2 separate regions of the Mus musculus genome follow, and region 1 is linked to region 2. A link is a contact called in public promoter capture Hi-C data. All regions are on one chromosome and are shown on one strand. The core of a region is the stretch at or near the end of the contact, and the rest is flanking DNA. Distances in the headings are between cores, read along the strand shown. Region 1 overlaps Cyp2b23 (cytochrome P450, family 2, subfamily b, polypeptide 23). Region 2 holds the start of Cyp2b10 (cytochrome P450, family 2, subfamily b, polypeptide 10).

Region 1 (5,037 bases), core at 1,239-3,738, 770 kb after region 2:
CTGGAGACACCTGCTCAATATTGGACTCAAAACTTTTTGCCTATGAAGACTCCTTCCTTTCTCCCATCCCCTGCTTCCTCACCCTGACCTCCTCCACATAACTAAGGATACATGACATTCCTCAGGTAGAGGCATGTGTGAGATTTTGAATTCCCCAGAGAAAGTTAGAGAAGGAAAACCCTACAAATAGAGTCCTCTATTATGTACCAAGCCTCAGAAGGCTATCTGGTCAATGGTGGACTTTGACCTTGATTAGTAGAGCTTTCCCACAAGTTGTTTCTTTGCTTCTTTGTCTTGCCCTACTTTAAACACCTTATGTTAGACAATTGCAGTCTCAGGTTCTCACAGAGAAGCAGTGAGCAAGGCAAAGGGTTGTCCCTTCAAACCTGACATAGATGTGATGGAGTTTGCAGCAAAATGCCCTTCTGGAAAGATCCTTAGATACCTATCACAAGATGACATGTAAAAATATCCAGGAGGTAAGGGTCTCCGCATTCTTGGGTGTTACCTAGACTGTATATCGCAACAACTAAAACCCAAGCTGCTGAGTGCTCTTGTGAGGGAGTCTCCTTTTCAGATTATTTGAAACAAGAAGATCCTCCTCAAACCTGGGTCACACCTTCTGTTGGTAGACACAGGAAAGAAGGAAATTGTGCTTTTTGTCCTGCCTACCCTCACTCTCCCTGGAGTTTACCTAATCTGTTGCTATGGCTGGTAATAAATCCAATTTCTTGTGGATTGCAACAGAGACAGAAACACCAGCAGTTCTCCAGGCATCTTCCAGGACTGCAGTACTGCTTGATCTAGTTTAGAGGTTCATGGATGGCACAGATCAAGCTTAGAGGCTCATGAATGACACAACAAGCTTAGAGGCTCATGGATGGACAACTACTGAATTCTCAGCCTTTTCATATGAGACAGTCAAACTACTCTAATGAATTACATAGATATATGACAGATGAGAGAGAGAGAGAGAGAGAAGATAGATAGATAGATAGATAGATAGATAGATAGATAGATAGATGATAGAGTGATAGTGTGATAGCGTGATACTTTGTTTATGTTTGGCCCAGGGAATGGCACTATTAAGAGGTATGACCTTGTTACAGTAGATATATCACTGTAGGCATGGGCTCATCATAGCTGCCTGGAAGTCACTCTTCCACTAGCAGCCTTCAGATGAAGATGTAGAACTGTCAGTTCTGCCTGAATCATGCCAGCCTAGATGCTGCCCTGCTCCCACCTTGATGATGACAGACTCAAATTCTGAACATGTAAGCCAGCACAATTAAATGTTGTTCTTTATAAGACTTGCCTTGGTCATTGTGTCTGTTCACAGCAGTAAAACCCTAACTAAGATAGATAAATAGATAGATAGATAGATAGATAGATAGATAGATAGATAGATAGAGTATATAGACAAATAGATAAAGATAGAATGTTAAATAGATAGATGATGAATGATGAATAGAGAGATGATAAGTAATAAATGATCAATAGACTGGTTGATTGATTGATTGATTGATTGATTGATTGATTGATTGATTCTGTCAGTCCTGTTCCTTTAGAGACCCTTACTAATGCAGGGATTGTGTGATTCTTGGAAGATTTAAACAGAAACATAAGGAAACCTGAGGTTTGATGTCCAGAAACATGCATCTCAGGAGCCACAGGCTGAGGAGGCCTCTGCCTAGACAAAAAAAAAAAAAAAAAGCAGGAAGAGAATTCTAAGAACTATCATGAAAAACACACATGAATATTTCTGACTGTGGCCTGTAGAATACAGAAACCTAGATAATTTTATGTGAAGTAAAGGCACAAGACACCAAACATCACACAATGTGTGAATCTGTTTACCTGAACCATACATACTAGACAAATCTGTAGACATAGAATTCAAAACTTTTAGAGTCCATTATCACAGATCACAGTGTGTGGAGAGCTGATAAGTGGGGACTTGGGCTATTGGGAGGAAGGAGGTGATTAAGCATGGGATGTGGCCTCCAGAAGTCTGTTCACACATCAAGAGAGACAGCTGATTGATTTGTCCAGTACATTCACAGGGGAGAAGAACATGCTTTGGGGCTTTAGAGAAGCATCAGTAGGTAGAACAGATGAGCATCGACTTAGGGTCTGGTTTCCAGCAGGTCTTTCAGAGGCAGAAAGATGGTGCCATTCTCAACAGAAATAGAGACACCTGGCTGCCTCAGCCCAGTCAGCGAGGTAAGAAGCAGATCCGATACACTGGGGGTATTTTGACAAAGCCACTCTCCTTGGGAGTCAGGTCAATGTCTTCAGGAGCCACGGGGCTGGACAATGAGAAGTTCTGAAGGAGGGCAGTGAAGAAAAGGAACAATTCGTTTCGGGCAATGCCTTCGCCAAGACAAATGCGCTTTCCTATGGGCAGAGAAAGTGAGCCATGTGAGTTCCTGACAAGTATAAAACCTCTGTACTGCCCCATCCCTAATCCCATTTAGACAACTCTGCCCATTGCAATGAATAACAATGAGTTTGACTCTCAACCTGCAATTCAAATGAGAATGTTAAGAGAGTCCCAGATCTGAAAGAATTTGTGCATAGGCCAGTGAGATGCCTTAGCATGGGCAACAGCCTGCCCCCAGTCCTGGGGCCATGAGTTCAATCCCATGGACACACATGCTGGAAGGAGAGAACCAGCTCCTAAAAACTGTCCTTCAACATAAACACATACATACATACCATAGCACTTATGAATACACATGCAATTATGTATATAAGAAATAAATCATAAAATAAAGGACAAATTGTTGGTGAATATCTTGTAGTCACTGTTGACAGATTTGTAGCTTTTTGTTAAGAGCCCTTCTTCCAGAACTTTAAAACCAAATTAGAATAGGTCTGAAGTGTGTTTGTGCACACATTTATAATGCAAGACTTTTAGCATCCCTAATTTCTCAAATGAGAAGTTTGATACCCATCTCATCAGGATGCCCCGAGGGAAAAGGCATTGTTTAGAAATCCTACATAGGCTTGACATGGAGGTGCATGCCTGTACTTATAGAATTTGGCAGACTGAGGCAGGAACACAGTGGGTTCCAAATTCCCTGGGCTTCAGAGAGAGACCTCTATGTCTCCTCTCTTTCTCTGTCCTCTCTGTCTCTCATCCACCCCTTCTCTCTGTGTCCCCTATTCTTCTATACCTTGAAATTTGTTATCCACTAGGTTCTCAGAAGAATGAGGAGCCCTTGCTGGTTTATAACCTCAGGTATGGATACCACAGAGCAGGGGGAGCCTGAAAGCCCATGTACAGGCACCACACAGCCGGTATGTACCTCAGTGATTCTTTAGCTGCAACTGACTGCCTGGGCCCTCCAGGTGCAGGAGGGATTTCCCAGCAATCTCTAGGCCTTGTAGGTTGTAGAAAAATTGTTCCTGTGTGTGGAAGTATTTACAAAAGTACCATATCTTTCTGGGTATCTCTTTTCCAGAATTTTGGGCACCTTTTATGGATCTAATACACACACACACACACACACACACACACACACACACACACACACACTCCATTTCCTTCTCTCTCTCTCTCTCTCTCTCTCTCTCTCTCTCTCTCTCTCTCTCTCTCTCTCTCCCTCCCTCCCTCCCTCTCTCTCTCCCTCTCTCTCTCCTTTCTTTCTCTCTCTCCCTCACTTTCTTCCTCCTTCCCTCTCTCTTTTTACCCATGGCAGTCTCCCTGAACCTGTGTCTGAGCCTATCACCACTATGTATCTTTTGATCTGTTCTCTCTGTTTGTTTCTTTCTCAATACCCTAGGTACCATCCTAGCCACCCCCTTTCTCTAAGGACAGCTTGTCACATGTTCCTTCGCTGTTCTCTCTCCTGTTCCTTTATCTATTTCTAGTTGTGCTCTCCAATTTCATTTTCTGTTCTCTCCCTCTCCCTCTCCTCTCCCCCTCCCCCACCTCTCTCTCTCTCCCTCTCCCCTCCCCCCCTCTCTCTCCCTCTCCCTCTCCCTCTCCCTCTCCCTCTCCCTCTTTCTCTCTTGTGACCTCCACCCAGCCTGAAGCTGGCTGAACCAGACCTCGACTTTGCTGCCACTAAGGAGATTACCTAGGGTGGAGCCTGCCTCCCTAGATCACTCTATTGTTCAGCCACTGTCACTGCTGCTACCTGCTGGGAGTCAGCCTAGCTATTCTGGAGACTATATCCTATCCTTCACATGGTCATCTGCAGCTGGGCTCCAAGGATGAATTGGCGGGAATGGGCCTCCCTCCTCCTTTATAAAGCATGTCCACCATTGAACATTAGAACCTTGAGCAGACTAGTTGTCTTGGTTCCATTATTTTCGACCCACCTAGGTCCCCTCTTCTCTTTCAGCTCCAGGCTGCCTCCCAGGCTCGAACCCGGACATGAGAGTTGCAGGCCAGCTCCAACACACTCTCTCTCTTCCTGTCTGGTTAATCACTTTTCTTCTGTCTCATGTTCACTTCTTGGTTCTTACAAAATGTCTCCTGTTGGAGCTGCTATGTCTTCCTGATTGCCCCTCTTTTGGAGGATCTGTTTTAAATTTCTTATCTCACTATTGTTTATTTCTCTCTGTGCCTTTTTTCCACATGCCTGCCCTTCTTATCTTGGCATTGTTATATTCATTTTTATCTCACGGCCCTATTGGTCTCCAGCTCCAAAGATGAAATATGAAAGAGGCAATTATACTAGACAGATCCAGGAGCAGAAATTAACCCAGGGTCACTGAAGTCACTTACACTCAGGACTAGACAGTTCTTAACTGAGACATGACTCAGCAGGAGAGCACTTACCTAAAGCACTCAGTGAGGGATGAGGGCAAAGAGGTTCACCAAAAACAGGACATGCTAGAATGCAGAGGTGAGGGTCTGGAGGTGTGGACTGTTTGCAAGAGAATGCATTAACATACACATAGACCAGTGTTCTATCCCTAACAGAGTTAGAGTGTTCTAACTCTATCCAGAGTTGTGACAAGGGTAGGGATTGGTGACCAAAGGCTATAGAATTGTCCCTAGAACATCCATTTCTCCAAAAGATA
Region 2 (5,192 bases), core at 852-3,351:
TCTAAGACCACACAGTGGATTAGAACTACATTGTCCACATGATAGCTGCTTTCCAAATGTGGCCATCAAGAGCTTGGCATGTTCTAAATGTGATAGCACACATCTGTGGTCCCAGTAGTGGGGAGGCCAGAAGAGAACATTATGAGTTCAAAGTCAGCCTGGGATATGTAGGGGGACCTTGTCTAAGACCAAAGAATGAAGAGTTCAACCAATGGGCTTAAAATGTGTGGTGGTTTGAACTTATTTACTTCAGAAGTTGAAGCAAGTCGACCACAACCAGTTTGAGCTATAAAGATGTAGCTAAAACAGATAGCTGGATATGGTAGTACAAACCTGAAATCCTGACACCTGGGATGTAGAGGCAGAAGGACCAGGAACCTAGGATGGACAGTGAGACTCTTTCTCCCAAATTCCTGCTACCAAGCAACTGAGGAGAAGGATTTATTTCCTCTCAGTTTCATTGCAGGGGAGGTATGGCATTTGGGGCTTGGTCTAGATGTTGGAGCTTGTGGTTGTTCTTATGTACAAGAGATGGAAGAAGGAGGAGGAAGGAGAGAGGGAGGAAGAAGGGGAGAGAGAGAGAGAGAGAGAGGGAGAGAGAGAGAGAGAGAGAGAGAGAGAGGGAGAGAGAGAGAGAGATTGATTCAGTAAAGTTATAATTCATTAGGTTACCTCCAGCAACCTACTTCTTTCTTGCAAGCTTTAGCCCTAAGTGTCCTGCCACCTCCCCAAATAATATCAGTTAGGTATAGTGTTGAAACATGAACTTCTGAGACAGATTTTTGCATTCGAAATAGAACATGTTCTGAGCGGATCAATGTTACCCCTGTACTGGTGGGCTAATTAAGAACTTTCTATTTCCCTCTTAGCTTTTTATTTCCTTTTAGCAAGAGGGAAGGTCAGAGAACTTCCTGTGCTGTGAAAACAACAAGGAGGATGAGTGGAACCATTTGTCCTTAGACACAGTGGTCAGAGACAATCTGAGTTAGGGTCTCTATTTCTGTGATAAAACTTCTACAGGCAACTTGGGGAGGAAAGGATATATTTTGCTTGCAATTTATAGTTTATCATCCAAGGAAGTCGGGGCAGGAACACAAGGCAGGAAGCTGGAGGCAATGCAGAGGCCATGGAGGGATGCTGCTTACTCATCATGGCTTGCTCAGCCTGGTTTCTTATAGAACCCAGGATCACCAGTCCAGGGATGAAATTTCCCACGGTGACTTAGGCCCTCCAACATCCAATCGCTGATTAAGAAAACACTCTAAAGGCTTGCCTTCAGTGTGATTTTATGGATATATTCTCTCAATTGAAGTTCCCTCATCTCAAATGACTACAGCATGTGTCATGTTGACACAAAAGCTAGCCAGTCCAGAAACCCAGGAGCTCCATCTGCTCTGCCAGGTTTCGCCTCTGTCCACCTGACTTCTGAGCCTCACTACTCTCTTGCCTCTCCTTTTTTCTCCTCCCTTTTCTCCCATCTATGGCTATCATGGGCCAGAGAGTGAAATGGGGGCTCTGGAGAAATTATATCTGCAGACCTTAAAAAAACCTGGATCAGGGAATGAACAGGCAGAGACAAACAAAAGATCATGGGACACTACTCTTGTCAAGCCAAATGTAATCACGTTTACCCAGGACATAAAGAACATACAGAGAGGCCTCCATAATTTAAGATTAGACATGTAAATACACCCCAGACATGTAAGAATAGATTAGGTAGCACATCTAGACTCAGACACAGAAATACACATCCGTACATTCATCTCAGAAATGACCTTTCAGGTATTAAAAGCGTACAGCACACCCGCAGTCTCTTGTCCCAGTAAGTGAACAGACAAAACTGAGCTGACAAGGGCACACCCACCTCCATAAAACAAGAAGCATCACTCCCAGTGCCCTTTTGTCCTATGTATCTGTTTCATGGTGTCCTTGCCAACATCTACAGTGAGGGTAAGGGAATGAGGAGTGAGCAGCCAAAGCAGGGAGTTGCTATGGCTCCTCACGCTCTGGACAATGAGAGACAGGAGGCGGGAACAGCTGAAGTTGCATAACTGAGTGGAGAGGCGGGGCCAGCATAAAAGATCCTGCTGGAGCGTGGAGTGAAGTCAACATTGGTTAGACCAGGACCATGGAGCCCAGTGTCCTGCTCCTCCTTGCTCTCCTTGTGGGCTTCTTGTTACTCTTAGCCAGGGGACACCCAAAGTCCCGTGGCAACTTCCCACCAGGACCCCGTCCCCTGCCCCTCTTGGGGAACCTCTTGCAGATGGACAGAGGAGGCCTCCTCAAGTCTTTTATTCAGGTGAGAACAATATGAGGTCTTAGTGTGGGTTTCCCCCTGCTTTTGTTTTCGGAGGTCACTCATCAGGAAGAGCAAGAGACTCCTTCCACGGTGTAGGTTCAGGTGGGAAGGTTGCTGAGGGGAGGGTGAGATGCTGATTTGTGGTGGATGGTACTCAGATAGACAGGCAAATCTTGCTACGTTGGAGTTGTGTGGGGGCACTTGTGCTTGGGCTTCGAGAGGCGTAGAGGCGTTGAGGTGTGAGCGTGCAGAATTTCACTCCTTGGAGCTTGTCTGTTCCAGAAGAGAAAGAAAAATATCAGAGGCATCAACATGAAGGCTTGCTTCTGCCAGCAAGAGATTAGCCTGAGGTGTTCTAGGACAAAGGGGAAGAGAGGCAGAACAGGAGGAGGGGTGGGTAGGAGTGTTATCAGTTTATTCCAGCCCCTGGCTTGGCACTGACCTATCAGTGTCTATATTGGTGCTTCACACACAGTGTTTCATGTTTAATTACCACTTGCTTACAGCATCTGTAATCAGCATCCGTGATCCTGCCTTTCATGAGAGAGCTGAGGTAGTGACTATAAGTCCCATCCCTCTGTTCTTCGCCGTAGCTGTGGAGATCACACTTTTGAACCTTGTATTTGTTACCACCTGGCTTTTAAAAGATCCCTCCCCTTCCCAGCACTAGTGGCAAATCCAGTTATATTAACTTATTTTTTGAGATGGGGTCTGTCCCTGTTTTTATTTTTTTTTTATTTTTTATTTTTTTGGTTTTTCAAGACAGGGTTTCTCTGTATAGCCCTGGCTATCCTGGAACTCACTCTGTAGACCAGGCTGGCCTCGAACTCAGAAATCCACCTGCCTCTGCCTCCCGAGTGCTGGGATTAAAGGCATGGGCCACCACGCCCGGCTCCTGTTTTTATTTTTTAGGTTGGTTCCCAACTCATGATTCTCCTACCTTAGCCTCTGGAATGATAAGTGTGTCGCCACACACTGCCACACATGTTTTAAACACATGCCTCCCATGTGTGAGGAAAGGTCAAGCCAACATCCTACCTGATTTATTTTAAGAAATCCATTGACAATTCAATGTACACATATGCTGGACCTTTGTCATCTGTGACCCCTCCTTTCCCTCTTTCTCTCACAGAAACCCTTCTTTTGGCCAACATGCCTCTTCCTACCTTGATGCCCCTTTTATGTTTTTACCCACTGAGTTTAGTTAGGGTCGTTCAGGGTGGGTTGATGTGTGGTTTATTTCTTGGAGATAACTTAGTATGAAGCAAAAGGATGGATGCCTTCTGGGCTCTAGGTTCAGGTGGGAGGGTTGGTGAGTAAAAGATGAGATGCTGACAACTTCATGACCATGGGCGGGAACTATTTACTGAAACATGAAGTTAGGAGTAACCATACCATGAAAGTAATTGACTCCCTTCCACAGCCAGCGCCACCACTGCCCACAGACCCACAGGGAGCGGTGGTAGCATCCAAAATGGTGCATCTTTCCCCTGTAGTGAAGGTGATATTTTTCCCTAATTAATTAATTAATTAACTAATTAACTTAGTCGGGGGACACCCAAAGTCCCATGCCAACTTCCCAGTAATTAATCAATCAATCAACAAATTAACAAATTTGTTAATTAATTAGTTAATTTGGGTGTCGTTCACCCCTCCCTTTCTTCTTTGAGAGGTTGGAGGCTCCCTGGGTATCCCCACCACAACACATCAAGTCTATGCGGGGTTAGGCACACCACCCTCTTCCACTGCAGCCAGATAAGGCAGTCCAGCTAGAAGAACATATTCCACAGGCAGGCAGCAGCTTCTTCTTCTTCTTCTTCTTCTTCTTCTTCTTCTTCTTCTTCTTCTTCTTCTTCTTCTCCTTCTCCTTCTCCTTCTCCTTCTCCTTCTCCTTCTCCTTCTCCTTCTCCTTCTCCTTCTCCTTCTCCTTCTCCTTCTCCTTCTCCTTCTCCTTCTCCTTCTCCTTCTCCTTCTCCTTCTCCTTCTCCTTCTCCTTCTCCTTCTCCTTCTCCTTCTCCTTCTCCTTCTCCTTCTCCTTCTCCTTCTCCTTCTCCTTCTTCTTCTTCTTCTTCTTCTTCTTCTTCTTCTTCTTCTTCTTCTTCTTCTTCTTCTTCTTCTTTGAGACAGGGTTTCTCTGTGTAGCCTTGGCTGTCCTGAAACTCACTTTGTAGACCAGGCTGGCCTTGAACTCAGAGATCCGCCTGCCTCTGCCTCCCAAGTGCTGGGATTAAAGGCGTGGGCCACCATGCCCGGATGGCAGCAGCTTTTGAGACAGCCCCTGCTCCAGTTGTTTGGGACCCACATGAAGACTGAGTGACACCTCTGCTATATATGTGCAGGGAGGCCTAGGTCCAGCCTGTGCATGCTTTTTGGTTGGTGGTTCAGTCTCTGAGACCCCTCAAGGGTCTAGGTTAGTTGACTTTGTCTTCTTCCTGTGGAGTTCCTATCCCCTTTGGGGCCCTCAATCCTTCCCCCAACTTTGCTAAAAAACTCTCTACCTCCATCCAATGTTTGGCTGTGGGTCTCTGCATCTGTTTTAGTCAACTGCTGGGTGGAGTTTCTCAGATGACAGTTAAGATAGTCTCTTGTCTGCAAGCATAACACAGTATCATTAATAGTGTCAGGGATTGGTGTTTGCCCAAGGGATGGGTGTCAAGTTCGGATAGTTATTGGTTGGCCATTCCCTCAGTCTCTGCTCCATTTTAGTGACAGTGATCTTAATGTTACAATCACACAGGGCTCTTAGGGTCTAGGAAATGTGCAGTTGGAAGGAAATCAGAGCTTATACCAACTCTGATGCGATGGCCTGGTTGCCTTTCTAACTATATATTTTGAACAATAAAGAATCCCACGCTGGGCTGTTTAGCAGTAGTAGTGGCAGGATCAAAGAGTG

Evidence for each region. Promoter capture Hi-C pulls out the DNA fragments that hold promoters and counts their contacts.
Region 1: a contact with region 2 is called in a promoter capture Hi-C map of embryonic stem cells, with 6 times the contacts expected there. The contact joins the enhancer-like site here to the promoter of Cyp2b10 in region 2. A contact is called at or near these places in 10 of 39 promoter capture datasets (cranial neural crest, embryonic stem cells, hippocampal neurons and 3 more).

The regions. Positions count from the first base shown.
Region 1 is chr7:26,663,718-26,668,754 of GRCm38.p6, forward strand. Cyp2b23 (cytochrome P450, family 2, subfamily b, polypeptide 23) reads right to left here. Exons shown (of 9, transcript NM_001081148.1): 9 at 1,510-2,397. The coding sequence ends at 2,216. Among named protein-coding and RNA genes, the nearest start is that of Cyp2b23, 20 kb to the right of the region's middle. Within about 2 kb of position 2,489, at least 5 of the 459 cell types and tissues checked have an H3K27ac peak or open chromatin away from gene starts, as enhancers often do. A contact at or near this core is called in embryonic stem cells, where this site is marked.
Region 2 is chr7:25,895,557-25,900,748 of GRCm38.p6, forward strand. It overlaps Cyp2b10 (cytochrome P450, family 2, subfamily b, polypeptide 10), which reads left to right and starts at 2,102. Exons shown (of 9, transcript NM_009999.4): 1 at 2,102-2,299. The coding sequence starts at 2,129.